Linked DNA regions of Mus musculus: regions 1 and 2 are each linked to region 3. A link is a contact called in public ChIA-PET and HiChIP or PLAC-seq data. All regions are on one chromosome and are shown on one strand. Each heading gives the region's core, a stretch centred on a gene start, on an enhancer-like site or on the middle of the called end of the contact. The rest is flanking DNA. Distances are from core to core; before and after follow the strand shown. Region 1 has its middle 11 kb from the start of Mir7078. Region 2 overlaps Pkd1l2 (polycystic kidney disease 1 like 2). Region 3 overlaps Cmip (c-Maf inducing protein).

The links. ChIA-PET counts read pairs in DNA pulled down with a chosen protein or histone mark. HiChIP or PLAC-seq counts read pairs in DNA pulled down with a chosen protein or histone mark.
Region 1: a contact with region 3 is called in a BATF HiChIP or PLAC-seq map of CD8 T cells, with 7 read pairs. The contact joins two enhancer-like sites. A contact is called at or near these places in 4 of 484 Hi-C or Micro-C datasets (bone marrow-derived macrophages, cerebral cortex, embryonic stem cells and 1 more) and 12 of 115 datasets of contacts at active chromatin or transcription factors (CD8 T cells, bone marrow-derived macrophages, effector CD8 T cells and 8 more).
Region 2: a contact with region 3 is called in an RNA polymerase II ChIA-PET map of effector CD8 T cells, with 43 read pairs. The contact joins two enhancer-like sites. A contact is called at or near these places in 1 of 39 promoter capture datasets (the 3T3-L1 cell line), 3 of 115 datasets of contacts at active chromatin or transcription factors (CD8 T cells, effector CD8 T cells and pancreatic cancer cells) and 1 of 9 other capture datasets (embryonic stem cells).

Annotation. Positions count from the first base shown.
Region 1 is chr8:117,468,337-117,472,022 of GRCm38.p6, forward strand. No RefSeq gene overlaps it. Among named protein-coding and RNA genes, the nearest start is that of Mir7078, 11 kb to the left of the region's middle. Within about 2 kb of position 2,110, at least 155 of the 459 cell types and tissues checked have an H3K27ac peak or open chromatin away from gene starts, as enhancers often do. A contact at or near this core is called in CD8 T cells, bone marrow-derived macrophages, cerebral cortex and 1 more, where this site is marked.
Region 2 is chr8:117,072,531-117,076,171 of GRCm38.p6, forward strand. Pkd1l2 (polycystic kidney disease 1 like 2) reads right to left here. Exons shown (of 43, transcript NM_029686.4): 4 at 3,594-3,641; 5 at 1-62. Among named protein-coding and RNA genes, the nearest start is that of Pkd1l2, 8.1 kb to the right of the region's middle. Within about 2 kb of position 2,286, at least 101 of the 459 cell types and tissues checked have an H3K27ac peak or open chromatin away from gene starts, as enhancers often do. A contact at or near this core is called in CD8 T cells, effector CD8 T cells and pancreatic cancer cells, where this site is marked.
Region 3 is chr8:117,286,851-117,290,024 of GRCm38.p6, forward strand. The region is part of intron 1 of Cmip (c-Maf inducing protein); the gene reads left to right. Among named protein-coding and RNA genes, the nearest start is that of Gm51554, 27 kb to the right of the region's middle. Within about 2 kb of position 1,276, at least 95 of the 459 cell types and tissues checked have an H3K27ac peak or open chromatin away from gene starts, as enhancers often do. A contact at or near this core is called in CD8 T cells, bone marrow-derived macrophages, cerebral cortex and 3 more, where this site is marked.

The DNA of each region.
Region 1 (3,686 bases), core at 860-3,359, 180 kb after region 3:
ATCTGACCCACACATTTGCATGGTATAACTGAATGGATACTGGGTTAGTGGGGCGTGCTGGCTTGCTGGGCGATGGAACGGAGTCAGTGACTCAGGTGTGTGAGCCATCTCTAACAGACAGGATTGGAGGGTGGGGCTGGGGTTTGGGGAAAATGCAGGGACTTAATTATTTGAGCATACTGGGCAAGCTGTCTAGTGCTGAGCCACACCCCGACCCTAAACTGCAGTGTTTTGTTGTTGTTTTTGTTTTAGCTTGCATTTCGAACAATCAGGTGTGTCCCTGGGGCAGTCAAGTCAGAGATTCCTCAGAATTCTGGTGGTCCTCTGTGGCCACTGCGGGTTGCAGCCTCCCTTTGTTGGCACAGGCTCACATTCTCTCAGTTTGATGAGTCCATGCATGTGGCTTCTAAGACAGAGAACCCATCGAGGGCATGGGAGCACCGGGAGGAGCGGGGAGGCACAAGTGCTGACACAAACAGGTGTCATTCAAGACAATGAAGACATCTGAGATTGACTGTGGTGGCTCTGTGAGTCTGAGACACTATAAACATTAGCGTATGGACCATAGGTATATGTGGCTGATGTGTGTATGAACTGAGTCTCAGGGCTGTGTGAGAATGTATGGGGGGGGTTGTCTCCATGTGTAGCTCAGGGTGCTGTAGGAGACCCTGGATCCCATTCCCACCCAGCACGACACACACAAAGTTGATTTTTATTACACTTTATGTTCATTTATTGGGGGGGAGGGGGGAGTGCGGGGCGGCAGGGTCGAGGAAGAGCTTGTGAAAGGGAGCGTTCTCTTTCTCTACCACATGGCACCTGGGGATTGTTAGGCCTGGGGCCCGAGAGGTGGCTCAGCGGTTAAGAGCACTGACTGCTCTTCCAGAGGTCCTGAGTTCAATTCCCAGCAACCACATGGTGGCTCACAACCATCTGTAATGGGATCTGATACCCTCTCCTGGTGTGTCTGAAGACAGCTACAGTATACTCACATATATAGAATAAATAAATCTAGAAAGAAAGAAAGAAAGAAAGAAAGAAAGAAAGAAAGAAAGAAAGAAAGATAGAAGAGAAAAAAAAGTCAGCCGGGCATGATGGCACACGCCTTTAGTCCCAGCACTTTGGAGGCAGAGGCAGGTGGATATCTGAGTTCGAGGCCAGCCTGGTCTACAAAGTGAGTTCCAGGGCAGCCAGGGACACAGAAAAACCCTGTCTCGAAAAAATAAATAAGTAAATAAAAGTCAGACTGCCAGACCTGGGGTCAAATGTCCGTACTCACTGAACCATCTCACCAGTGTGTGTGTGTGTGTGTGTGTGTGTGTGTGTGTGTGTGTGTGTAGAAAGAGAGAGAGAGAGAGAGAGAGAGCATATACATCTATTGTACACAGGCACCTCAAGGACTCAGGAACGTATAAAACACAAGCCATCTGTGACCTCAAGCCCCACCCAGTCTAAGTGAGGAGGCAGCCATGAGGAGAGTGGATAAAAGGCACAGGACCTCTGAGAGGAGCCTGGGTTCAGAGGCTGCCTAAGTCCAGACGGGAAGACTCTGGGAATGACTCCCCAGAGTGGAGATGAACCAGTCTTCCAGGCAGAGGGAGAGCATGTCGGGACACCCTTAGGCAGGGCCAGGCTTTTGGGAAGGGCTGGAGAGACCGGAGGGAAGACCTCTAGATCTGCACAGCAGAGGAAGGGCTAACTAAGGCCTCTTGGATCTTTATCCCAGAACAATGAACTGGGGTCGGGTATAGAGTGGGGTGTGCGCTAAATGATAAGCTGGGAAATGGTTGCCTTCCCGGCACCTTCTTCCCCATTCTCATTAAGTGCACATGCGCTGTGGGAGGGGGCTGATGATAAATGGAGCAGGAAGCAGGGTCTGTTAAGCAAGCAACCAGCTGAGGGCACTTTGAGGACAAAATGGGGGCTGCCAAAGGAGGACAGGTAGCAAGGTCCACCGGGATGCATGCACCTGTCGAGGGCCGCTGGCATCCCCGCATCCCCTAATGGGTCAGATCAGAGGGCAAGGCCGGCGGCTTCAGCACTCCGGGGTCCCAGCTGCTGCAGATCAGGGCTGAGGCTGGGCTGAGCTGGCCACTGGGGGCGGGAGGCCTCATTCCCAACCTGGGCCCCTGACGTCAATGTTACCATGGAGACCCAGTTTCCCTTACAGGAGGCAGCTGCTGCAGAGCTCCCCCCTTCAACACGCTCGCGCGCGCGCACACACACACACACACACACACACACACACACACACACACACACACACACACACCAGGCTGGGAAGGAGGGCAGTAGCAGTCAGAGTAGGCTGAGGCTCACAGGCTGCAGCTCAGCCCGGAGCACAGTCCTTCCTGCAGGGAGGAGGAGTCAGGGTGCCAGGACCAGGAGGGCTCCCTGCCTGCCCGCCCCTGGGTCTCAGATGTGGCTGCGTTCTTGCATTGGCTTCGAAGGTAGAAGGACGGGAAACTCTGTGAGATGGAACCTGGATCCCCCGCTTTGGGGTCTAGAAACTGTAATCTTAGAATCTACAGTGCGGAACTGTAGTATCCTTGCAGGAGCTGGGCGTTCTGCAGATCTCCTCCTTCAGAAGGGTCCAGCCGAGGGCAAAGAGCACCAATTCTGTGCTAGGTCTATAGCTCAGTTGGTGGAAGGCTTGTCTATCTTTCACAAAGTCCTGGGTTCATTCCCAAGTGCCAGATAGAACTGGGTAAGGCGATAAATACTGTAACCCCGGCACTTGGAGGATGGAGGCAAAAGTGACCAGGAGTTCAAGGTCATTCCCCATTACTTAGTGAGTTAGAGGCTAACCTGGGCTACAGAGATCTTGTCTCAAAGAGAGAAGGAAAGGAAGGAGGAGGGGGCAGTAGAAGAGGTTTCTGCCTGCCCTCCTCCCTCACTAGATCTGGGCAAGGCTCCTCCACTGGGTGAAGTGGAGTGCTGGGGTGTTGCCCTGCCCCACATTTGAGGGCTCCACAAATATTTCTGTGGGCCATGCTTGTATCAGAAAACAGCAGCCAGCAGATGGAAAGGGTGGAGGAGGGACAGTGCTAGGGCTCGGCTGCCCCCTGCTGGTTGCTCCTTGAAGGGGAATGAGGAGAGCCCTAAAGTTTCCAGGTTGTAGACACTGAGCGAGAGCTGAGCTACCCCCCACCCCCCAGGCGGTAGTTCTGTCATGTCCTTCTTTCTGGTCTCCTTCTGTTGTTTCCAGACATGGTTTCTCTGTGTAGCCCTGGCTGTCCTGGAACTCACTCTGCAGACCAGGCTGGCCTTGAACTCACAAAGCTCTTCCTGTCTCTGCCTCCCGAGTGCTGTGATCAAAGGCATGCACTGCCACCGCCCAGCCTTCTTTCTAGTTTCTTAACGACTGCTGAAGAAGGCTTCTATCTCAGATGTGTTCCTCTGAACTACCCCTCTCTGGTTCTTCCCCAGCCCGGGTGTGAGGGTGGATAAAGTACTCTCTCTCATTCCCGTTGCTGTCACCCTTGACCCTGGTTGGTTACTGTGGCTTTTTTTTTTTTTTTTTGGGGTTGCTGTTCCAGTGGTGGCCCAGGTGTGAGCTTTGACAATCACTGTGGAACAGGGACAAGGTAAGAGTTGGGTCCCCGACCCAAATCCTCTACTGTGAGCATTCTTCAGACTCCTGCAGTGTCTCAAGGATCGATCGCCCCTTTTTGATTTTTTTGTTT
Region 2 (3,641 bases), core at 1,036-3,535, 210 kb before region 3:
CATCAGGGAGATGGTGACATTGTCAAAGATGAAGCTCCCGTTGGGCACCACCAGCCGCAGGCCTGCAGACCAAGCAAGACGTTCTGTGAATTTGTGAACCAATGGTGTTTGTTTCTCCTCAAGACTCACATCCTTCTACCCATGTAGCCATTGCTTTTCTATAAGGCATTTAAAGTTTGTTATAGTTTTACTATTTTGTTTTGTTTTATTTTATCTTGAGACAAGAGTCTCGTTCTATATCCCTGGCTGTCCTGGCACTCACTGTGTAGACCATGCTAGCTTCAGACTCACAGAGATCCGCTTACCTCTGACTCCTGATTATATTTACTTTTGAGAGCTCTTTTTGTTTGTTTGTTTGCTTACTTACCTATTGTGTGGGGCACATACATGAACATGCATGCATGTGTGTGTGAAGGTTAAAGGACAACCTGGATGAGTCAGTTCTCTCTTTGCGCCATGTGGGCTTCAGGGATGGATCTCAGGTCATCTGGTCACAAGAGCCTCTACTGTTGAGCCACCTCTCTGACCTTTTAAATGTTTTTCATTTTAATTTTTACTTTTTTTTAAAAAAACAGGATCTATATATCTCCACCCTCAAACACAAAACATAGTTCCAGAGACCTTGAACTTCTGAGCCTCCTGCCTCTGCCTCAGGAATGCTGAGATTACAAGCATGCCTGGATATCTGTGGTGTTGGGCAATCAAAGCCAGGACCTCTCACATACAAGGCAGGTACTCCACCACATCAAGGCCAGCCTCTGAAAGCACACACACACCTCAAGACCCCTGTTCTGATGACTAGTGGCAGTCATTGTCACCATAATCCTGGATTGTTTCTTAGAGAGATACAGGCACACAAGCACACCCAAACACACATGTTCTTCTATTTGCACAGATGGACAAATGGTGCGGGCCATGTTTGCTACCCAGCACCTTGCATTTTTTAACCTAATGCATCACAGAGATTGGTCTGTGGCTGTCCTAGAGTTGTGCTCTTCTGTTTAACAGCTTCATAATACACCTTAATTTACTTACCTGGGACACCAATTATCCAAGTCTATTTTTTAAAAAAAAGATTTATTTATTATATGTAAGTACACTGTAGCTGTCTTCAGACACAACAGAAGAGGACATCCAATCTCATTATAGATGGTTGTGAGCCACCATGTGGTTGCTGGGATTTGAACTCAAGACCTCCAGAAGAGCAGTCAGTGCTCTTAACCGCTGAGCCATCTCTCCAGTCCCCAAGTCTATTTTATAATGGCTAAAACTACTAACACAAACAACACCCCCGTCCCCCAAAAAACTTCCTTTAAGAATGGCTAAAAGTGCCGGGCATGGTGGCATACACCTTTAATCCCAGCATTTGGGAGGCAGAGGCAGGCGGATTTCTGAGTTCGAGGCCAGCCTGGTCTACAGAGTGAGTTCCAGACAGCCAGGACTATACAGAGAAACCCTGTCTCGAAAAACAAAAACAAAAAACAAACAAACAAAAGAATGGCTAAAAGTGGCAAATGAGTTGCTGTAAACTGGTTCATATTAAACATTGTAAGCCTTGAATTTCAAAAACTGGAGTAGGGTGGGTTGAGACAAGCAGAACTGGCTGGGGCTCCACACAGCCCTGTGCAAACCTGCTTACTGCAGCCTTCCCATGCCTGGGCGCTAAATTGGAAGCAAAAGACTCTCTGGATGAAGCAGAGCACCATCAGACTCTCACCTCAGCTGTGAGGGGGTCACCTTCAGACTCTCACCTCAGCTGTGAGGGGGTCACCATCAGACTCTCACCTCAGCTGTGAGGGGGTGCTCAAAGTGCAGCTGGGACCTCTGGTCCCTCTTCATGAGTCAGAGGACAGCTCTAATCAGAACAAACTGGCTCACAGGGACAGGATGAAATGTGGTTGCCACACCCTTCTCTGCCCTAAGTGATACACTTCAGTGACACTGCGGTTGACAGATCTCCAAAAGACACGCTTTGTCTGCTAGCAAAGCCACCAAAGTCGGGGCCAAGGCATATGACCTGCTCCTCCCAGACAATAAGAGAGGGAGAATCACCCCTGGTTTTGCTTCTCCCAGGCACAACCAGCAAACGAGTGGCACTGGTAAAGCCTGTCAGCTGCCACCCTCCCCTTCCTGTACCTGTCCCACAATGTCCTTAGGAGCCTCTCCCTCCTCACACCCCCTCCCCACAATGATTCATCTTTTCCCCTCAGGTCCTTATGGCTCATGCCCTGGGCAGAAGTGGCTCTTCTGAGTCATTTGTCACAGGATGGCACAGAGCTTTGCCTCACCCTTAAGGGAAGTTGGCGTCTGTACTCTTTGTAGGAAAGTGAATTAATGCAACTCCTCGGGAGGGTAATTTAGTGCTGTCTAGCGGCACTTAAGATGCACTTAGCTAACAGCTAGCAATATCTTCTCTGAAAAGAATCCCAGGTTCGCTTCAAGATAAGTGTGCACTGTGGCTGTTGCTTACACAGTACTGAGGCCAAGCATAAGTCCCCCACAGACTGGGGGGAGTCTCATAGGGCCTTATCCTTCACTAGGGAGCCATGGGCAGTGGAAGGCTACTGGCTGAGGGGGGGGGGGTCACTGTCTCCAGTGTGGTGTGGCCACCGCTGCACAGTGCCCATGCTTCAGTGGACAGCGTCACAGCCATGCTCGCACCCAAGACCCTGGTTAAACTCTGGGTCACAGAGCCAAGCCATTCTTCCCTCCAAAATGTAAGGAAGTGACTTAGAGATATGTCGGGGATATATTACAAATGAAAAAGGAAAGATAGGGGTGGAGAAATGGCCCCTGAGGCCACTGACTGCTCTTCCAGAGGCCCTGAGTCCCAACAACCACATGGTGGCTCACAACCATCTGTAATGGGATCCGATGCCCTCTTCTGGTGTGTCTGAAGATAGCTACAGTGTACTTATATATAATAAATAAATCTTTTTTTAAAAAAAAAGAAAAGACAGGCTATAGATTAATATTGTTCAAATGATTATGTTTTAGTTCAGAATGCATATATACTCACTCATAGTCATGTCTGCAAACATGTCACGACATTTTTACAAGTGGTGGTAGTGTGGGTTATTTCATGACTTTTAGGGTTTTAATCTTCGGGCTGGAGAGATGGTTCAGTGGTCAGGTGCTTGTTGCTCTTGCAGAGGATCGGGGTTCAGTTCCCAGCTCCCTCACGGAGGCTCACGGCATCTGTAACTCCAATTCTAGGGGAGCTGTCAGCCTCTTCTCACCTCCGCAGTCACCACGTGTGTGTTTCACCCATACACACAAGCAGGCAAAGCATTCATGCATATAAAATAAAAATATTTTTAATCAATTTTAAAAGAAATTGTGTGTGTGTGTGTGTGTGTGCATGTGTGTGTGTGCACACACAAATGACTCCAAGAGAGCAGGCCAGGAGGCATAGATGTCTACACACACACACACACACACACACACACACACACACACACACACACCAGGAGACAGAGATGTCTGGCTACAGGAAAGCTGTTATCGGGGAAGTGTCACTTGGGGAGGAGAATTTCAGGCCGACAGACAAGAGAAATAAGAAAATTCCCACGCCCACCCAGTTGGAGACTTACCTTCTAGACACTGGTACTGCACCCACAGGTAGCTACCCCTGGTGGGGC
Region 3 (3,174 bases), core at 26-2,525:
ATAGGCTGGGGACCATCCTCGAAATCACTGGTCTCTGGAGGTGGTGGCGGGGGTGGGGTGGGGTGGGGTGAGTGTGTCACTATGGCTTTTGTTATTGACTGGACACAGTGCCTTACAAATGGCTTCTAGATTTGTCCAGCTTGTCCCGTGAATGGAGATCCTGATGCAAACTTGAAGGGAGTAGATAGAATCCTTGGCATGCCTCTTTCTACCCAGTTCTCTCTCCTTAAACCAATGACATCCCGAATTCCGCGTAAGGTATTGTGTCTGGTCCCTACCGGTATCGCTGTTCTGTATTTAGCCATTGCGAGGAGAATCAACCAGTTGATATTTGTTGAGCAGCTACTGTATGTTGAGTCTTCTGCTAGCCATGGGGTTTTATGGCAGCCAGAGCAGACACCCCGTGCCTCAAGTCAGTGAGTTGACAAGGTATGTCAGGCTTTCACCTTCTTCAACCCTGATTCCAGGGTACCCTGGGGCTCACCAACAGGCTAATTTTCCCCAGGACCTCTCAACTGTTTTTCTCCTGGTCAAGTTCTGGCAAAATTGGCTTTGGTTTTGTTGGCTGGCCTCAGGACCAGTTCAGGGGACACCAGGAAGCAGCTGCTGCCTGTGTTGGCTTCTTGGGGACACCCAGAAAGCCCTGGTTTGGACCTAAGTATTGGGCTCTGTTTGCTACGGCTACCCGTTATCTTAACCCCCACCCCCTGCATGGACTGAATTGTGAGTTGAACTCCATCTTGTCTCTGATGGAGAGAGGGTCCCTGGTTGGAAACTAAGGGGGAAGCCGACTCCCTCTTCCTTGGACCATGGGAACAGATGGTGATGGTATGCTCTAGATCTCTGTTGTGGTCTGTGGATTAAAAGCCCTGATGGTATCTCGGTAGATGGGCAAGTGATGCAGACATTGGAAATATTGGTGAGGTTCTGTGCGAAGGAGTCTCTAGAAAGGGCTAGAAGACTCCAGAGTTCTTTCTTCGGCCATCTAGGGTGACTCTTGCTTTCCCGTTCCCTGTTCGCGTGGCTTTCCTAGGACATGTTGCTGTCACCCTCTTCCTCCGCACATACCTCCTTGTAGCCAGAAGACCTGTTTGTTTTCAGCCCCAGACTTTCTTGGTGGCTTCCAACAGCAACAGTTCCCCACTTGAGTTGCACACCAAAGTCACAAAGTCACCCAGTAGCTGACAAACCCTGATCCTAGGCCTCCCCCGAGATGAGGAGTCTTGCCTTTTAGTCTGACGTCACTCTGGTCGAGCCACTGACTGTCCTCTTCCTGCCTGGCAGCGGGGTTTAATAAACCACTTCCTTCTTGAAGGTCATCAAGCAAGCCCGAATGAAGTATGTTCTATGCCTGTCAAGTCAGGGTGACTGAAGAGAAAGGGCGGTGACCTGGTGGTCTGCCTTAGTCCTCCTGTGCAAATGGTCCGTTGTTCGCTAAGTTTGCAATGCTTAGACTAAGCTGCAGGAAGTGGGTGGTCAGTAGTGTTGGCCACTGAAATGCATCAGCCCCTTGGTGACAATGCAGCCGTTGCTGCTGGATAGCTAGCTCCTTGAGCCCATAGGCCAAAGTGGGGGTGCAGCCTGGGGGGGTACTGGGTGTTGAAGAGCTGAGGTGATTTCTGTGTCTCCAGCTTCCTGTTAGTCCCTCAAGACTGGGTGGGGGCCCATACTGGTTTATTTTGCTCTTTTGAGACCTAGCCAGTGGGAATAAGGTGGGCACGTTTACTGTACTCTTAGATATGCTTTGTTGAGAACAGTAAGCTACTTGCCTTTAGCCATGTGGACGCTCTTGACACAGGCGAGTTGCAGAGGATGAAAGAGACTTTTAAAAACGTTTATTTTAAATGCACGATTGGTGTTTTGCCTGTGTGTATGTCTGTGTGAGGGTATTGGATCCCTGGAGCTGGAGTTACAGACGGTTGTGAGCTGTCATGTGGGTGTCGAGAATTGAACTTGGGTCCTCTGGAAAAGCAGCCACTTCTCTTAACCACTGAGTCACCTCTCCAGCTTCCGAGATCTTTATTTTATTTTTTATTTTTTTAATATGGTGTTTTTTTTTTTCCTCTTTGAGACAGAGTTGGTCTCTATAGCCCAGGTTGGCCTTGAACTTGGATGTAGCATCCTCCTGCCTCAGCTTCTACAGTGTTGCAATTACAGGCACGTGCAAAGTATCACGTTGGTGATACTTTGTACCCTCTTGAGTAGTGCTAGAAATGGAAGAGAGAACGCAGTACATGCTGGGAAAATCTACTTCCCGGGCCCTGAAATGCGCACTCCATTTATCCCCCAAAGTGGATGGTGGAGTGGAGGCAAGAGGCGTGGCTAGTGACTCACCCATCCGTGACTGATCCGTGGGACCGCACTGTGGGTTCCACAAATCTCTCTGGGTTTTGCCTCCTCCTGGAGCTGTTTCAGCCGCTGATTCTGAGTTTGTGTAGGTGGCTGGTGATTGTGACTCCCAGATCTACTCTTCAGAGCTGGGAGGTTGCCTGTGTGCCTGGCTGGCTCAGAGGGGCTTGGGAAGGTCTGGGTCCTGGCCATCACTTTAGGCTCTTGTCTGCCTGTGTTCAGCATAGAGGGCTGGTGAGGGAGGGGCTTTTTGTTACTGTTCTTCCTCAGATGTGCGGTTTCTTGGGGCTGACTAGCTGTGAGGTTTGGAATAAGGGGACTTCAAGAGAGAGAATGGGAGGTGAAGTGTGTGTGTGTGTGTGTGTGTGTGTGTGTGTGTGTGTGGTGGAGGAGGAGGAGGCCAAAGGACAACCTCCTTTCTTGTTCTTCACAGACAGAGTCTCTCATTGGCTTGGAACTCCCCAAGTGGGCTGGGCAAGCCAGAGACAGTGAGCATCTGCCTCCCCAGCATCAGGACTACTAGACCATAATGCTATGCCTGACTTTTTTCTTTTTTCTTTTTAAGATTTATTTATTTTATGTATATGAGTACACTGTAGCTGTACAGATGGTTGTGAGCCTTCATGTGGTTGTTGGGAATTGAATTTAGGACCTCTGCTCGCTCTGTTCGACCCCGCTTGCTCCGGTCGGCGCCGCTCACTCCAGTCCCTGCTCGCTCTGGCCCAAAGATGTATTTATTATTATACATAAGCACACAGTAGCTGTCTTCAGATGCACCAGAAGAGGGCGTCAGATCTCATTATGGGTGGTTGTGAACCACCATGT